Regions from separate parts of the Capra hircus genome. Here region 2 is linked to region 1. The links are chromatin contacts, called in public Hi-C maps. All regions are on one chromosome and are shown on one strand. Each heading gives the region's core, a stretch centred on a gene start, on an enhancer-like site or on the middle of the called end of the contact. The rest is flanking DNA. Distances are from core to core; before and after follow the strand shown. Region 1 holds the start of MGAT5 (alpha-1,6-mannosylglycoprotein 6-beta-N-acetylglucosaminyltransferase A). Region 2 overlaps MGAT5 (alpha-1,6-mannosylglycoprotein 6-beta-N-acetylglucosaminyltransferase A).

Region 1 (6,872 bases), core at 2,261-4,760:
TTCTTAAAGTACCTAGATTCTGAAACACACGCATCTTCCTTCAGCCAAAACTATCTGTTAACAGTTCACCTGACACCAAAACCCTTCCCCAAAATTTGACATCCCCGCTAACAAACCCCCAGAGATCATGCCCCCCACAGGACCAACTTTTCCAAGACCTCCTGTGGTAACATCAGTGCAGAACACCACCCTCAACAGCCACTCCACCCTCCTACAGCTAGGAGGCCAAGACACACGAGGAGAAAAGAATGAATCCCCTCCGCTCTTTAGGCCTCTAGGAAAGGAGGAGAGCAACTACCTGCCTGGAGGACCAAAATGCAAAAGGACAAGAACTTCCCAAACGAGGTCTTACTGATGAATGCTCCCGGCAAGTTTCCAGATAGCTCTGCAGGGGACAGTGGTCACCATCTGTCCCCTGCCAAAATCAACCTGAGAGTGACTCTGCAATGACTTAGAGAATTAAGTCTCTGCAATGACTTAAAGCCACATGGAGTATTAAGAGGCTCGCTTCATAGCAGAGGAATCAAAGACACTCCCTGGGCTAGGATCACTGGGGATTCTGGCACTGCAATGCTTTTGGAGGCCAACTGGGCAACGGCTGGTTGGTTATGTTTAAACTGAGAAAACTGAACAGGAGGGGAGCAAATTTGAATTCCTATGATTTCCTAAGGTCCCTTCCAGCCCCAAGCTGCTACCAGAGAACACTGCATATGCACACACATGTGTACACGCTTCTTTATAAAAATGCATGTAGGGGTGTGTGAATATATATATATGAGTACTATATTCACAATTCCAAACACAAAGCACTTGAGATGCACACAGCTGGGGCAACTCAGAGATGCTTGAGCTGCTGGAACACAGATGCAACTGGCAGATCTGAGCAGGGCCACTCAGCCTGCCTGCCTGCCACTGCGGGCGCCTTCAAACTAACCTGCAGCCGCTTGTGTAGGCTCGAACCCTGCGAAGTCCCAAACTGGTACAGTAGACTCCTTTCCCGGTGACTCCAGTCACAAGCCTCTCAGACTCGAGAAGGTGGGCTGGAACCAAGGAGGGGATGAAAAAAGTAAAGACCAAACCTCTATCCAGAAACCCAGGTCTGCCAGTCAGGGGTCGGGCAGAGCAGGGTCCTTCTTCTCTCCTCCCCCCTGCACCGTCCCTAAAAGAGGCAAAAGGTCACCCTCTTCTGCCACTGTCATCACCTCTTTTCAGGGTCTCTCTACTTCAAGTTGACTACATGGATTTCGAGCTGGTAACTGAAGAGTCTAGAAAGCGGAGCTCTGCTCTAATCCTAACAGAGCTAACCAAATTTAAGGGTTTCCTATCTCAGCCCAGAACAATAAGAACGAAAAGAATTTATGCTGTGTGTGTGGGGGCGGGGGGGGGGGCGGGGGTAGGGGTAGGCGGGAGGAATGAAAGTTCATTTATTAAGAAACACCTGGGATGGTTTACCTGTCCGTGAAAAACATTTTGGTGATTTTCTCCAATCAAAATCGAAGAACTTCTAATCCGAGTTAAGGATCAGGATGTAGGTAGCTAAACTGGAGGGCGGGGTGGAAGGGGGAGGTGGGGGGTGGTGGGTGTGTCTCTCGGAATAAAAACCCACGGAGTCGCTCAGGTCCTGGCAACGAACGGAGGCGGGGCGCACCGGCTTCCCACCCGCCCCTCTTTAGAATGAGATTCCACCTCTAACACTTGGATCCGAGTTGTTTACAGGTGCAGTGCTGTCATTCCCTGGGGAACCCCGCACAAACCTCAGCCTTCCCCTCCCCAACTTCACCGCTCCCAAAGTGCCCAGCCGTTCCTAACTGGGCCGTCAGGGCTGGTGCAGACGGAGGCGTCCGCCCTGGGCCGGGCCTGGCAGTCAGCGACAGGAGTACCGGGCCCCAGACCTCGACTCGGGCATCTCTGAAAACCCTCTGCATCGCCAGGTTACCTCAGCCCGCAAGCGCCCGGCACCCTGTCTGCGCTCCAAACGCTGCCGGACAATGCAAGCGCCACCTCTTTTCTCTTCCGCGCGGCAGCTACGAAACCACGGCTTTGTGTGTGACAGCAAGTGTGTGCGCGCGAACGTCCCCGGGCTCACACACCCCCTTCCATCCAGTCTGCTCACCGCGCCTGGTCCGCGCGCGCGGCGAGCGCATCCCGAGCGGGTCCTTACATCAGGCGGCCTCACCGCCATGCCTCTGGCCACCCGGCCTCGGACCTGGCCTCGGGAAGCTGGGGGCGACATTCACGCCCCCGTTCTCAGCCGCAGGGACGACCGACGGGAGCAACGCCGGGAGCCGGGCAAAGACGAGGAGGCGAAAGGACCACTGGCGCGCGCCGCGCCCCCAAGTTTGGCAGCCGCGGGCCGGGAGGGGGCCGGGAGGGGGCCTGGGCGGCTCGCGACTAGGCAGGAAGTTCCCAAGGCTGCACTGAGCATGCTCTCGGGGATTGTGTGAGCGGGTGTGGGCTCTGCGCTCCCCGCAGCCTCTCCGGCCAGGCAGCCTCCGGAGCGCGCGGGCGGGATCCGCGGCCCGCGAAGGTCCCTTAATGGTGGGGGGCACCCCCAGGCTTCCCTGGTCCCCTGAACCAGAGCACCCGCCCCCCACATCTCTCCTTCCCAGGAGCCAGGAGCCAGCCTTCCTTCTTTCACTCCCCAGCGGCCGGTGGCTGAGCCCGCCCTGCGCTCCCAGGTCCCGGGGACCCCAGCCCGGCCCACACCCTCAGCGTGACCCCACCAGGCTCCTCCGCGGTCCGAGCGCCCATCTACCATCCCTGGCCGCTCGCCTCCAGTCCGCGCAACTAAAGCCTTCTCCGGACAGTCCCTTGAAAAGCCCACAACCCCCACTTCCCAAGGGCCATGGAGTCCTGCAGTCTCCCCAGGGAAGCGGTTGCCCCGGGCAGGTGGGCGCCTCAAGGCGTATCCCCGGCCGCACTCCCGGGTCTCTCAACCCGGCCAGGGCACCCAGGCTGGCGGCGGGGTAGCGGAGGGCGGAAGACCCCAGACGCGTAACCCACGGTGCAGACTCTTCCCCCACCCCCGCGCCCAGCTCCCCGCGCCCTCCGCGGTCCCTTCTACGTTCATCTCCCCGCGGGGATGGAGAGCTTCGACACGATCGCCCCGACCCACTAGCTCTCACCTCCTTGTTTGAGCAGTAGCAGCAGCCGGGAGTGCCTGCCAGCCGCTGTCCCCGGGGAAGCCCAAGGCGCGGCGGGGCACCGGGTCGCGGCGCCCCGAGCCTGCGGCGCGGCTACCTGGGCTGGATCGCGCCCGGGGCCGCCGCGGCAGCCGCGGGAGCCGCAGGGCCGCCGCTGAGCGGGCCGCGGCAGGGACAGTCTGCAAACTCTCAGCCCTGGCGAGGCCGCGCGCGGCGCGTCCACAGTCGGCCTGGACACTGCAGAGACGTTCCTCCGGGGCTCAGCCGACCAGGGCTGGGGGTCTGTCTGCAATTTCTTCCTTCCCTCCCTTACGGACCCCTCCAAGTTCCCCCTAGCTTCCGAGCTCGCAGCTCTCTAAGGCAGGGATTCCGGCCAGGGACGTTCGGCAAACTCCCCGCCCTCCCCGCGGAGCGCTCAGCCAATTCGGAACGCCCCAGCCTCTCAGGGGCCGTCTGCAAACTCCCAACCCTGTCGGAGAGGACTTCTACCAACCCCTCAGTTCCGCAGCCCAAAGGGGAAAGGAAGCAAGGGAGACACTTTGCTGCCACAAATAATAATCTAGCAAGGTCAGGGGCAAGTATGCAAATACTGATGTGACAGTGCATCCTCCAGAGAGGTGCAGTCCAGGCCACTCGGCACCAGGGACCTTCCTGCAGCAGTGAAGCCCAATGGGGGAAGATCAGGGACTCCACCATCTATAGGTACAGGCTGCTTGAATCGATGCCCTGAGCCTCAATTTCCAACCTTGGGGAACGGGTTACATGAAGCAGTATTAATTTCAACCTGGTTTTTGTGACCTTGAGCAGGCCACCTAACCATCTGAATTCAATTTCTTTATCTACGAACATGATAAATGGCGTTTCTTGAGGTTATTTTGAAGATGAAATAAAATATACCTAAAGTGCTTAGCAATACGTGGCACATAGTAGGTGTTCAATAAATAAATTCCATTTCTCTTACTCCTTCCCACTCCCACCCCCAGGTTTTATGAACACCCTGGACCGCCTAACCGAACGTTGCACTGTTATAAATTCAAAAAGAAATAAAGCATCCCATGCCCTGAAGGCACCACAGAGAACATTGACTGACATGACATATTAAATCCAACCAAGCCCCAGGAGAGAGAACATTGTACATTTACATCGCTAAGTATTATAGATCCTTGTTAAGCAGTATCTGGAATGGAAGGAGAGTGGCCTGGTGAATTACCTAGGGGTGGAAATGACAAGGTTAATAACTCCATCGAGTTCCAAGCCCTTGTCACTGCATCAGGTTACTGTACGAGGGTTTATGTTCAACTTTCCCTTACCCTCCCTGCAGAATTTCTCCACCCGCATTTTACTGTCCCCCTAGGGTCTTCTTTCTTCAACTTAGATCACCCTACTCTGATGCTCACCCTCTTCAGCAAAGGCATTTAAAAACTAAAGATAATGGAGTTCTTAGACCCCAGAAATGACTTAGTCCAAGAGCCTCACATTGTAAGTAAGCTGTCCTGGCCACCCAGCTGGTTAGGGAGGTCTCCTGTCTCCAGAATCTTAGTATCCAAAGAACATACCCTGTAGCCTCTCTTGCACTGAGCTACCCTAGGCACATTAGATCGATCAGTCGTATTTTTAATTCAAGCTGAAGGAAATGACTCTAACACTTCCTGACCAGATGAGCCCCAAATTATCAGCCACTTATATCCTCTGCTGTCAGGAACTGTCTGGATAATGACCGAAAACCACAAGGAAATCTGTATGGGCAGGATGATTCCTCTTAATGAGACCTTTTGGTAAAATCCCAGGAATGTTGGGAGTCACGTTTTTCTCTCAGTCCCTTGAAAGAAAAACATCTCTCCGTCTCTGGACACTGGGAGGGAAATAGAAGGATGGTGACATCTGGTGGTCAGGACTTTCTGTGCTTCGGATGGATGGTACAGATTCTGATCCTAATAAATTCACTTTGAAGCCAAGTTCCTGCGGGTGCTTAATAATTGTACCACCTGGTTGCCTAGTGATTTCTGAAAGACATCAATTATTTGAACTCTGAGGACCCACTGCTATAAAGAATATGACAGATGATTATTATTTCAGGATATTTTTTATACAAAAGGATATGTGTATATAGAGAAATAAAGTATGTTTAGGTGTAATATTCATATGTATATATACCATATGCATTTATATAATATATATTTGTAATACATATATTCTATTTGTATGAATAATATACTTCAATGCTTTTGAGGGAAATTATATTATCTCAATTGTTTTCTTTATAGAGTTAAGGTTGTAACTTATAATAATGATTGCTAAAGAACACCACTTATAGATGTAAAGATGCTTACTAGGATAGAGTTGTATGTTTCATCATGTTCTCTCAAGAGAGAATTGATTACAAGTTTAGAGAGGAAGAAAATAAGACAGTGGTGTTTCAATAGTGAAAGCCCTGGCAGCTGATGGTCAAGCCCAGGCTTACATGATGAACAGTGATTCATTTTCTGCATTTCATCACTTGTGAACAATGGTGTTAGGTTCAAAGAAGAAAATGTTTGAAATTAATTCACAACAATGCAACAGTGTCCGTTGGTGTTACTAAATGTTCCCCATTTCCCATTTCTTTCCATGTTTGTTCCAGGTACCATCCTTTAGATAATTGCTCAAATATAAACTTAGAAACTACAACTCTGTCCATACAGTCAAGTCTATTGTTTCTCAGAATTGCTTATTAAATTCTATGTGAATTATGTTAAGCTTTTTAACAATTTATAGAGTAGATTTTACTATACCCATTTTATAGAAAAAGAAGCCAAGACTGAAAAGTTAGCTAATATACTCACCAGAAGGCACTACTGAGTAGTCAGTCAGGATTAAGTGGAAATTTTTCCTCACCCCAGAGCCTGAATCTTTCTACTATGTTGTGTTGCCCTCCCTCAGGAAGAAATGAAGATCAGAAACCACTCTGAAGGATACACTGAAAACTAAGGAGGAAACCTAAGGTACTACAGATAAACCACATTTCCTGACCTTTTCAAATTGAAAATTATAAGCAACAAAATAACGACTGTACATGTAAACCTTATAAAGCTGAGATTTATGTGATTCTGTCTTTGGAGCAGCTTTCCAAAGTAAAGGAATTTTTTTCCTGCCCAGTACCTGACCTATCTTTAATGGCTTGAGAATTACCCACTATGTAATCCTGAGTGACTCCTAACATTCCCATTAATGATTGTTGTTCCATCACAGGTAATTTTTAACTTTAACTTTTATACTTGTTTATAATTGCTTATAAAGGAAATTTCTGTATTTCGGATCCTATTAGTCTAGTCTGTTGTCACTAAATTGTGTCCGACTCTTGTGACCTCATGGACTGTAACCCGCCAGGCTCCTCTGTCCATGGGATTCTCCAGGCAAAAATACTGGAGTGCGTTGCCATGCCCTCCTCCAGGGGATCTTCGCGACCCAGGAATCAAACCTGGGTCTCCTGCATTGCAGGCCAATTCTTTACTGACAGAGCTACAAGGGAAGCCTCTTGGAAGACAAGTTGGTCCCAGTATGAAGCCCAATCACATTTGAGAATGTCAAACGTTTACAAATTTCATACCTTAAAAATGATAGAGTGTATTTTAAAGATAACCATAATGCTTAAGATGACATTATTTGTAAAAGCAGGGGAGTTAGGTTTCTTCCTATATGATTGTATTGATGGTGCTTCATTAGTTTCCAATTGCAAAAGTAACAAATTAC
Region 2 (6,505 bases), core at 39-2,538, 120 kb before region 1:
ACTCTGATGGCACATGCAGTGTCTCTCCACAACGCATTTCCTCCGGAAGGCAGCTTTCAGTTCAGTTTTTAGGTGCCTACACCCACTTTCCCTTACGCTTTTCCAGGGAACCCTAGTCCAGCAAATTCTCAAGGCCTGCAAGCCTTAGTTTCACACCTACAAAGCAGAGAAGAAATGAGGTTGAATAAGTTGATATGACATGAAAATCCAAAGGCTGGGCACAGTCCCAAGCACCTATCAGTGCTCACAAATGTTTGCTTTCCTTCCTTTCAGCTACAAAAACACAGGTGCTACCCTACACACACAAACATATACACACTCACACTCCTTCAGGCCATACGTACCCTCTTCTGCCCAGTATCATGTCACACTGGTAATAACAGTACGAGCACAATGTTCTGAAAGTCAGGTCCCCAAACACAGACATTCATTCAACTTTTACCCAACATCATACTGGGTATGATCAACGTGGGAACCTTGAGGCTCCCACCAACCTCCAAGGAGACTATTCTTACTAGAAAGGATCATGACAACCTTCTGAACAATCCACAGAATATCTAACAAGCAAACAAGCCATTGGGGTCCTAGCAAACAGCATCTCATTATCCTACTGAAGTCAGTATTCTGCCAAGTCCATAGTGACTTTATTTTCTGGCAAAAGCATCTTTATGCTAAGCAAGACTCCCGACATGTCCAGGCGAGGGATCCAATCTATTCAGCTGGCCCTCAACTGTCAAGCACAAGATGGATCATGCCTCCTGCTCTGGAGACCTACTTCCCCACTCCCACCTCCCTCATTCCCTGAGCACCTGAGCTGGTCCCTAGATAAAAACAGTCACAGCAAAAGGAGCAACATAAAAAACGATGCCAAATCTGTCTTCATTAATCACCTTCCTCTGCTGGTGTGAAACTCTCAGGAAAAGAGCCGGAGAATGACTCAGATAACCCGCTTACATAAGGAGACCTGAGTCTCTAACATGCTTCATGTACCAACACTGTTTCCTAACGAGCCTTTAATTTCCCCTCAGGATCTCCATGGTACATTCTTTAGATCATGCAATTGCCTCGACAAACAGAAAAACCTGAACTCCATTCTAGGAAGTAATACTACAATGTGCTTTCAGGTTGTCAGGGGTTTTGAGCTACTTCATCTTCATTTCTCTTCTTTGGAATCCTTCCATCCTGAAAGTGTATTCATGACAACAGGGGAATTTCCCACTCAAAACCTGAAAATCAAGTCTAGTCTCACCAGACCTGGATTTGAACAAGATTCAGACTTCTCCATCTTTTGCCTGCTGACTCCTCTGGGTTGTAAATGCCCACGGTGGGTACTAATCAAGTCAGCTAGACCAAATTAAGCCAGCCTGACTTAGACCTTGTTCCTTATTTTTGCTGATCTCACTGCAACCAACCATACAGTGAGCAGAATGATTACTGAGTACAAGACACCAACTTCACACGCTTCTCCCCTACAGAACAGCTGGGAGATGGTGGGGTCTATTAGAAAAATCAGCCTCTTTGGAAACTTAAAAAAGTATGCCTGCCTAAGGTCACCATCTGAAACTAGTAAGGATTACAAAGTCCGTTATAAGCACCAAACAAAAGCACATAACCAAGTCCTTTGGAATCAAATACAAAGGATGAGATTAAAACCACAACATAATACCACTACACACCCGCCAGAATGGCTAAGGTGAAATGGACAGGAAATAGTGTACTGAGGACACAAGGGAGGTCAGCTCTCACACACTAGTCAAGGTACAAGCTGGTACCACTATTTACGGAAACTGACAGTTTTCTCATATAGCTGAGCGTGCATACTCCCTGTGACCCAGAAATATCACTTCTAAGTATATAGTCAATGTGCAACGTGCCCCTATGTCCACCAAGAGCCATAGACTTGAGTATTTCCAGAAGCACTACTGAGAAGAGCCCCAAACCAGGAATCATCCAGATGCTCATCTGTGGCAGAATGCACCAGTCAATGGCAGCATAGTCACACAATGGAAGACTCTATAGCAATGAAAAGTCCCAAATAGCACACACCGCGCGAGTCCATTCATACAGAGTACACAGAAGCAGACCAAAGCCATCCGTACTGGAGACGATCAGGAGAGTAGTGGGGCAGTGAGTGACCAGAAGGGGTGAGACAAGGTGGTTCTGAACTGCTGGTGATGTTCCGTTTGTCTGTCTGGGTGGTTAGGTGGGTGTGTGCACTTTGTCCAGATCCACCAAGCTGTACACATGTCATGGGTACTTTCCCGCATATATATATATTATATGCCAATTAAAAAGTTAAAAATAAAACCAAGGATGGTGTTTTCCTGGGTAAGTCCCTGCTTGCCTCAGTAACTAGCCAACGCTGGCTGGCCAGTAGGTGGAGCTAAGGTTCTTGCTGACTGCTACTCTGGGACTGGCAACCAACTGGCTTAGGCACTAGCTGGTTTTGTGACCTGGGGCAAACTCTTTTACCCCACTTGCCTAAACTTGTTAATAAGATTGGACAGAACGCTGGCTCAGACTCCTTCGCAGTTCTGATTCTTGAAGATTATAATGTTGCGCTCCTCATCCATTCCTTCACGAGGTGGATAGGAATCACGGGGGAAGGTGGCTGGGGTTTAGGATCCTGCTAGAACCAGAGGGAGCACCTGGAACGGACCCTCTTCATCTTAGAATGCAAGCTTTAAAAGGACAGAGGCCCAAGTCTCACTATCCAGAAGCGTTTGATGTTTCCAAAACCAATCCAATTTCTGATTAGACAAAATGGCACCTCACCATCTGGATCTGCAATTTCAACCCAAGAGCTCAATTTGCTGCTCACCTGTCACTTGCCTCCTTTCCTTTCCTCTAGGAAAAGGAGTCGATAGGGTATAAGCAAAGTGATGCTTTTACACAAGTCAGCAGCAAAGGCCCTCTGAAAATAAAGTGCAAATATTCAAAAGGCTCATCCATATAGGGCTCCTCCAAAGAACAAAACCTATCTCAATGTCAAAGAGAAGACAAGCCAAACATTTTGCTCCTGTGCTGACTTCAGCAAATCAGCCTTCCTCGCCCAGTGAGGCCCAGCACTCAGGCTGGTTCATTTACCCACACCGCTCCCTCTGGAGTCTCAAGGTCTTACTGACATCCTCCCTTGCCCTGGTTTGACACAGCACAACTGAATAATGAAAGGAGTATTTGTGAAGAAGAATGAGAAGATGGTGTGGGCGGGGAGGTGGACAGAACGCAAGAACCAGGGAAATTCAAGTTTTCCCCACAATTTTCCATGTAAAATAAAACTTTTGTTTTGAGGAGGGAAGTTGGAGATGCTCCAAATTTCCAGAGACCTCTGATTCTACATTCTCTCAAAGCTGGACAAGAGGAGGCCAGGAAGCAAGGCGATCATTTCAAGGTGTTTTATGTTGTACAAAGAAGCCAACCCCATATACAACTCCCTTGACCCCCTAAAAGCAAGAGAAAGAGGAAGACAAGTGACTGCTCATGACAGACAATTGCAGGACAGGCCTTGGTCTTTCCACGCACAAGGCCTTCATGCTGGCAGAACAGAGGCCACCCAGCAACACTGCTCTCAAGACCCTGGAGATATCTGACGCTGATCACAACCCAGGGGCCCTTCCCTACTGATTCTCTTTATTATTGCTTTTGTTTCCCCCAGAGGCTGAAAGTAAGACCAAGTGTTATTAAAACAAAGACTATCACACAAAAAGTTTTAAAAAGTTTAAAGCCCAGTTGAGAAAGGTCAAACAGAGTTTTGTTTATTACATTTTTGCTTCACTTGAATATTGAGTTTCATGGTCTGGTGAGGGCCCTGTTTTGACCCTATTTCCATATAAAAGCAACATAACTTTTTCCGTGGCTTTTATTCCCAGTAGGATAAAGATGAAGGTTTGTTGGGCCTTTTTTTTTTTTTTTTGAGGGGGGCAGTGAGGGGAGCAGGATACACATCTCCTGTGTTATCTATATTGTAAATACTACTGTCGGTAACTAAACTCTTTTGCTTGCTGGGACTACCAGCTTGTCCACACCCCAGTGGACAGGAATTCTATTTGCAATGCTTCTAAATAGCTAACCAGCCATCCTCTTAGCTGCTAAAGCTAACAGAAGTCTGGCTGATGACTCTATCTCCCTAGAGCACCAAACCCCCGGGGCAGTCAGCATAGTCTAATACAGGTTTGTTCCCAGTGTCCCACAGGTGCACCCGGAGAGTACACAGAATATCCAAATACAGTTTTGATTCTAGTTGTTCAGTAATTATTTCAACCCGAACACACACCAAATGTGTATCTTTGTATATGTTGTCAGTTAGGAATTAGGATAAGACCAAATTAAAATACATGATAAATTTATTATATATAAACAATACATTCTTATTAAAACAAGAATAAATTTGAAGAAAAAATACGTTAAGTAACTAATACAAGTGGCAATAGGAAGATGGCAGAAACTATGCGTGAAGTTTGGAAAATAGTGATCTGCTTTAAAAGAAAAAAGTCCTGCCAAGATTCAAAGAGCTGCGGTTCTACAGCTGCCTGTCTGTGTCCTTGGGGATCTTCCACCTTCCTTCCCTGGGCAGCCGTTGCTAGAAGAATGACAGCAACGAAGCTGACAGGGTCAGGGCAGAGTGACAAGCACGAAATCTTCTAAAAGAGAACACAAGGCCTTTCTGCCTTCAATTAAGGTGTGGCTACTGTCCAGCTGAGTCTCATGGACCAATATAGTTTTGACACATACACCGAGAGGGTAAGAGAGTGAAAGCTTGAACCTCCGCAGAAGCTCCCTGAGCTGTGGAAAGTCATCCTGCCAAGCCTGCAGGCATGGACCTCCCGAGGTCTGCTTGGTGGTGGGCAGGGGAGAGCAGATGGTGGCACACCAACAATACGTATCACTGAGGCCTGGAGTCTGATCTCAGTGACAGCCATGCCCAAGATTCCCAGGAAGAGAATGTTCCAAAGTCATTCATCACTAGGCTCTCAAGATCACTTTTGAGCCGAGCAGAAGCAAATGACCAGTATCTCTGGTGAGCAACTATCTTTTTTTAACCTGTCAGTCTCATCCTGGGGTTTGCCATGTGCCTTGAGAAAGCAAGCTTGAAGGATGAAACATGAAGGTCTGATTGGCTCAGGGATTGGAAGAGGAGTATAACACCAGGTGGGCAAGTTAGGTTTCCCAGAGAAGACCTATTTTTTCACCTTATATACTATTGTTGATATAACAACATTGTTATATTATAAATAATATAAATAATAGTATTGTTATATACTATTATTGACTGGCAGATTTCTGCGGAAACAAATGCCTGTGGCGTGAATACGTCTCCAGTCAATAATGTGTTAAGTAACTGCCCACCATCCATAATAGGCAGAAAATGCCTGCCTGCCCCCTAAAAAATGCCCCTGTCCTAATCCCCAGAACCTGTGACTATGTTGCCAAGGGGAATTAAAGCTGCACACAAAGCATGCAGGGTGGGGATGGGTGACTTAGGGGAAGCAGATGAAAGGTACGAGCTACCAGTTACAAAAGTCACAGGATGTAATGTACAGCGCAGGGAGTGTAATCAATAGCATGATAACAACTCTGGATGGTACATAATCTATAAAAAATATTGACTCACTATGCTGTGCTCCTGAAACTAATATTTTAGGTCAACTATACTTCAGTTGACCGAGAGTGCCAGGCTGTGACAGTGCAGGAATAGCCGGGAGGAGCTACCCCACGTCTGAGGCCAGGGGCGGCCAGGAGCCTCCCCACGCCCGAGGCTGGGGTGGCAGCCGGGAGGAGCAACCCCATGCCCAAGGAGCAGTGGCTGCACGGGCGCAGGAAGGCCGAGAGGAGCCATCCCACATTGAAGGTCAGCGGTGAGGAGATACCCCTCATCCAAGGTAAGGAGCCGCGGCTATGCTTTGCTGGAGCAGCCATGAAGAGATACCCCACGACCAAGGTAAGAGAAACCCAAGTAAGATGGTAGGTGTTGCAAGGGGGCACCAGAGGGCAGACACACTGAAACCATACTCACAGAAAACTAGTCAATCTAATCACACTAGGACCACAGCTTTCTCTAACTCAATGAAACTAAGCCATGCCCACAGGGCAACCCAAGACGGGCAGGGCAATCTAAGACGGGCGGGTCATGGTGGAGAGGTCTGACAGAATGTGGTCCACTGGAGAAGGAAATGGCAAACCACTTCAGCATTCTTGCCTTGAGAATCCCATGAACAGTATGAAAAGGCAAAATGATAGGATACTGAAAGAGGAACTCCCCAGGTCAGTAGGTGCCCAACACGCTACTGGAGATCAGTGGAGAAATAACTCCAGAAAGAAAGAAGGGATGGAGCCAAAGCAAAAACAATACCCAGCTGTGGATGTGACTGGTGATAGAAGCAAGGTCTCATGCTGTAAAGAGCAATGTTGCATAGGAACCTGGAATGTCAGGTCCATGAATCAGGGCAAATTGGAAGTGGTCAAACAAGAGATGGCAAGAGTGAACGTGGACATTCTAGGAATCAGT

What was found. Hi-C and Micro-C count contacts between places; a contact is called where the count stands out from the background.
Region 2: a contact with region 1 is called in a Hi-C map of blood, with 2.9 times the contacts expected there. The contact joins the enhancer-like site here to the promoter of MGAT5 in region 1. A contact is called at or near these places in 4 of 5 Hi-C or Micro-C datasets (blood and liver).

What each region holds. Positions count from the first base shown.
Region 1 is chr2:73,039,674-73,046,545 of ARS1.2, reverse strand. It overlaps MGAT5 (alpha-1,6-mannosylglycoprotein 6-beta-N-acetylglucosaminyltransferase A), which reads right to left and starts at 3,510. Exons shown (of 19, transcript XM_018062092.1): 1 at 3,126-3,510; 2 at 935-1,040.
Region 2 is chr2:73,155,809-73,162,313 of ARS1.2, reverse strand. All of the region lies in intron 3 of MGAT5 (alpha-1,6-mannosylglycoprotein 6-beta-N-acetylglucosaminyltransferase A), which reads right to left. Among named protein-coding and RNA genes, the nearest start is that of MGAT5, 120 kb to the right of the region's middle. Within about 2 kb of position 1,288, at least 1 of the 5 cell types and tissues checked has an H3K27ac peak or open chromatin away from gene starts, as enhancers often do.